Regions from separate parts of the Sus scrofa genome. Here region 1 is linked to region 2. Evidence: chromatin contacts called from public targeted proximity ligation data. All regions are on one chromosome and are shown on one strand. The core of a region is the stretch at or near the end of the contact, and the rest is flanking DNA. Distances in the headings are between cores, read along the strand shown. Region 1 overlaps SPIDR (DNA repair-scaffolding protein). Region 2 overlaps SPIDR (DNA repair-scaffolding protein).

Region 1 (2,700 bases), core at 69-2,568, 210 kb before region 2:
TCTCACAAATACCACATGGATTTTGGATCAGATGGAAGACGGGTTATGGAGAGATTGATAAACCCGAAGCTAAAATCTACAGAACCTGTTTTATCCACACCCCAGAAACACACAAAGCTTCCCAAGACTCTAGAAAATTCAGCGAGAAAGAAGCTTTTAAGGTTAAATTACACCTTTTTAAATACTTTTTTAAAAATTTTCCTCTTTCTTAAAAAACCCGAATACCTAAAATGTTAATTTAAGAATACTTACTTGCTTGGGAAGGAAGATTAATGGAATAGAATTGTAATTCCAGGAATCATTTACGGAGTCCTGATTTCTGGAAGCAATATATGGAATTGTTCATCTGAGTTGAGCAGTCACTGTTTCAGTCATAACCAGCTTATATAGACTGTTTTCCTTAATGGAAATTGGTTATTTATGTTTATCAAATTTTATTGAGCACCAGTGTTCCAGTGTTGTCTTAGACAAGTAAGATGAGAAAATGTGTGTTCCTGTTTTCGAGTAACTTATATCTAAAGGGGGAAGTAGAAATATAGACTCTAGAGGTTACTTTTGTGATTGTGGTTGGCCAGGGAAACACTTACAGATGTAGAGACTTATGAGAGCAAGGATTCACAGGCAAGAAAGTGGCTGGTGTGCTTGTGAAGAACAAATAGGGGCCATGGGGGGCCCAGAAGGGTGTGTGAAGGGGTCTGGGATGTGCCATGTGAGGGGGCATGTCTCAGCCCTGCATTGTACATCATCTCTTTTGTGTTTTAAATTAGAACAAAACAGTGAAGACAGAACCCTAATGAAAGTGAGAAGGAGAACTTGTGGGAAACAGTGCCACCAAAGCAGGCTCAGTAGAGAGTTTCAAGGAAAAGGAGTACAGTAGAAAGTATAAACATGGCAATGAAGAACATGGTGTGGGATCTGTTTAGGGTATGTCTACATGAAGATAGGGCAGGTATGATACACACCAAGCAGAGCCCAATGACAGTGTCAGGCAGTGTCGGTGAACTGCTGTGGGAGGAGGCGAGGGGCTCAAGGAGTAGAGACAAGAAGTGTCTAGAATCTGGGATTCAAGGTAGAAAAGGAGTGGAGAACTAAGCTTGTTTGGGCATGAATGAGTTCCAGTGTCTAAAGCGATCCTAGAGAAAAGGTGAGGTGGATTTATAGAATAATAGGGAAGACCCATGGAGACAGGGGAGTTAGGGGTAATTGCCATTAATGTCCAGGAAAAGAAATGGGGGAGGGAGGCCTGCCTTAAATAAAGGAGTGGAGGGAAGAATATGAGGATGTAACCGAGACTCGTGGGATGAATGTAGTGTCCTGAGTCAGTTGATGCCCATTTTTTGTTTACATAAAGTAAGACAGAAGGCCTTATGCCCAGAGTGAGGAAGTTATAGCCTCAAATGAGAATGGTAGTGGTTTGTAAAAATCTCTGGAGAAAAAGGGAAAGGAAGCTAATTAGAGGGATTTGAATATCATTGTTTAAGTCGCAACAATCCTGCACAATTACACAAAATCCTGTTCCCAATCCTATTGAGGACATACTGCCTGGCAAGTACTGTTTCATGTCCTGGAGACAGGACAGTGAACAGAGGCTTCAGTGAAGGCCCTGCTTGTTTTGAGGGGAAGGCCTGTGTGTGTGTGAGGAGCCAAGAAGTAAAGTAGTTGTCATGTCAAAAGGAAATAAACTTTATCGAGAAAAAGCAGAAAAAAGAGGGATAGATGGCTGGTTTAAAATGGGATCAGGGAATGGGCTTAATGAGCAGCTGGGAAGAACAGAGCTGACATTTCCTGAGATGAGAGGAAAGGGGATTTATGGTTTGTTTGGTTTTCCTTGGTGGGAAAATGAGGAGGCTTTTTGAAGAGAGTAAGGTTATTAATCTTTTACTTTCTCTGTTATAAATTGACTCTTCAGGTTCTTTTCACAGTTTACTGGGCTTTGAATTTTTCTCATTATTTTCATTCCATACTTTCAAATAAAAATTGGAGTTTCCCAGCTTTGCTCTTTGGCATTAAATTATTTTATATGTGTACATATATTTGGATCAATGTATAAAAGTTTATATTTTATGTGGTCAGTTTTGTCAGTCGGTCATATTGTGCACATCATCTCCCCCCCCCTTTTTTTAAAGGGCTGCACCTGAGGTGTATGAAAGTGCCCAGGCTAGGGGTTCGAATCAGAGCTGCAGTGGCTGGCCTACACCACAGCTCATGACAACACTGGATTCTTAGGCCACTGAGTGGGGCCAGGGTTTGAACCTGCATCCTCATGGATACTAGTTGGGTTCATTACTGCTGAGCCTTAATGGGAACTCCCACAATTAGTTTTTATTTATTTTTTATTTTATTTTTTTGTTTGTTTGTTTTTTGCCATTTCTTGGGCCGCTCCCGCAGCATATGGAGGTTCCCAGGCTAGGGGTCGAATCGGCGCTGTAGCCACCAGCCCACGCCAGAGCCACAGCAACGCGGGATCTGAGCCGCGCCTGCGACCTCCACCACAGCTCACAGCAATGCCAGATCCTTAGCCCACTGAGCAAGGGCAGGGATCAAACCCGTAACCTCATGTTTCCTATTCGGATTCATCAACCACTGTGCCACGACGAGAACTCCCAATTAGTTTTTAAACATAGAAGTTATTCTGCATCCTTAACAGTAATAATCTTCTTTTATATGTATTGTGTTCTTTCTTTCTTTCAGTTTTATTGA
Region 2 (2,700 bases), core at 108-2,607:
TCAAAGCACTGTTGAGGTGTACGTGAGACGCACTTGTGAGGCTATGGAGCTGGGGGAAGAGGCCAACACTCAGTGCTTCCACTGCCATAGGCTGGTGACTGAGGGCTGGGGGCTGGAGCTGGTGACGCAGGGGTCATGGCCCTGGGATGTTCAGGATTGCTCAGGCAGAGTTGGTAAAGGCTTTCCAGACAGGAGGGAGGGCAGCGAGAAGGCCTTCATGGTGCGGCTGGTTCTGTCTTGCTCTGCTGTCCCAACCATGCTAAGGAGGTGGAGTGATCGGATTTCTGTCCTCAAGAAGCAGTGCTTTCAGCACCATGGAGAGGCTTGGTGCAAAGCTGGGGCTGGCTGTCGGCAGGGAGACCATTGCACTGCCATTTGGAGGAGTGCGGGTGAGGGTGGCTGAGAGTCTGCGAGGCTGAGCAGCCCCTAGCAGACAGGCAGTGAGGACAGAGCATGTGCAGACCCTGGGTCATCTGTCATAGCCTGTGGCCTCCAGCCACCTGTGGAGAAGCTCCTATCCCCTCCCCTCCCTCAGAGTGGGGATCACTCCAGGGCTCAGAGCAGAGAAGGGTGAGGAAGCATCCCCCATTCAGAAGTCACCACTCAGGCCTTAGGGGAGCAGACATCACCACCACCCAGAGCACCGAGGAGGGTTTGGACCCTGACCCACTCTTAACTGCAGCCAGGAAGTAAGGGACACAGGCCGAGGAGATGTGCAGACACTCGTGGGAAGGGGAGAGGAGAGACCCAATCTTTCTAAGGAACCTCTTATTTTTTTTCCATCTTTTTGTCTTTTAGGGCTGTACCCGTGGCATACGGAGGTTCCCAGGCTAGGGGTCCAATCAGAGCTATAGCTGCTAGCCTACACCACAGCCACGTCTGCAACCTACACCACAGCTCAGGGCAGTGCCAGATCCTTAACCCACTGAGCAAGGCTAGGGATTGAACCCGCATCCTCAGAGATGTTAGTCGGGTTCGCTAACCACTGAGCCATGATAGGAACTCCAGAACCTCCTAATTTTAAAAATAATTTATAATGAGACTTAAAACACATAAAATTAACCATTTTAAAGGGAGAAATTCAGTGGTAATTAGTCCATTTACAATAGTGTGCCACCACTTCCTGTTTTACATTTTGTCTTTTGTCATTTCAGTGGCTTTGAAAAAAAGTGGCATCTAGTTTTTGATCACAGTGTAATTGAGGTGAAATCTACCCTTTTAAAGTGCACAACTCTACTGTTTCTAGTGTATTCACACAGTTGTGCAACCATCCCACTAACTAGCTTCAGAGAGAAATGCTGTGTCTGTCAGCAGTCGCACCCAGCTCCCTCCCAGGCTCTGGCACCCACCCCTCTGCCCTCTGTCTTCATGGACACTCATGTAAATGAGTCATACATTCCATGTTCCTTGGTTTCTGGCTGCTTTCACTTAGCAGAACATTTTCAAGACTTTTTTTAGGCGTCATTTCTTTCTGTGGCTGAATGTTTCACCGTATGGCTAGACCCTGTTTTGTTTATCCATTTATCAGTTGACATACATTTTTTTATGATTTTTATTTTTTCCATTATAATTGACTTACAGTGTTCTGTCAATTTCTGCCATACAGCAAATTGACCCAGTCATACATATGTGTGTGTGTATACATATACATATATATACTTTTTCTCACATTACCCTCCATCATGTTCCATCAAAGTGACTAGATATAGCTCCCTGTGCTATAAGCAGGATTTCATTGCTTATCCACTCCAATTGCAATAGTTTGCATCTATTAACCCCAAATTCCCCGTCTCTCCCACTTCCTCCCCCTCCCCATTGTCAGCCACAAGTCTGTTCTCTAAGTCCATGCATTTCTTTTCTGTGGAAAGGTTCATTTGTGCCATATATTAGATTCCAGATATGAGTGATATCATATGGTATTTGTCTTTCTTTTTCTGACTTATTTCACTTAGTATGAGAGTCTCTAGTTGCATCCATGTTGCTGCAAATGGCATTATTTTGTTCTTTTTTATGGCTGAGTGGAATTCCATTGTGTATATACACCACATCTTCTTAATCCATTCGTCTGTTGATGGACATTTAGGTTGTTTCCATGTCTTGGCTCTTGTGAATAGTGCTGCAATGAATAGTGCTGAAGTGCTGCAATGAAGATACAGGTGCAAGTGTCTTTTTCAATGAAAGTTTTGTCCGGATACAGACATACATTTTTTTGATATTATGAATCATGCTGCTATGAATGTTCATGTAAGGCCTCTGAGTAGACATCTGTTTTCTATTCTTTGGGTGTATTTCTGATGTTTTAGATAGTTTTCATGTGGACCATGATTATAAATACAGCATCAGTAGAATGAGAAAGAAACTGTGATACCTCCATGCTTGATGGGGAGGCGTCCACAGAAAGTGACCCTCCAGAGAGACAGAAGAGGAGACTGAGATTAGATGCTCCAGGTCCACACAGGATGACAGAGGGCAGTTTCAGGAGGTAAAAACCAAGGCACAAGAATCCACTGTCCACTCCAGCCTCCCTGGAGAGGGTGGTGTTCATGGAGGGTCTTCCAGCACTGCCATGAGTGACACATGGGCAGTGGACGGAGAGCTGAGCCAGCAAAGTTCATCTCATGCCCCTAGAGCAGAGCTTTGTAGCAGGCCACCTCACTGCCCTCCACATCCTCACCAGTGTTTTAGTTTGTCAGCCACTGA

The links.
Region 1: a targeted proximity ligation map of alveolar macrophages shows a contact between it and region 2. A contact is called at or near these places in 1 of 47 Hi-C or Micro-C datasets (epiblast stem cells) and 1 of 2 datasets of targeted methods (alveolar macrophages).

What each region holds. Positions count from the first base shown.
Region 1 is chr4:80,096,404-80,099,103 of Sscrofa11.1, reverse strand. SPIDR (DNA repair-scaffolding protein) reads left to right here. Exons shown (of 20, transcript XM_021090636.1): 6 at 1-161. Among named protein-coding and RNA genes, the nearest start is that of SPIDR, 93 kb to the left of the region's middle.
Region 2 is chr4:79,888,903-79,891,602 of Sscrofa11.1, reverse strand. The region is part of intron 16 of SPIDR (DNA repair-scaffolding protein); the gene reads left to right. Among named protein-coding and RNA genes, the nearest start is that of CEBPD, 17 kb to the right of the region's middle.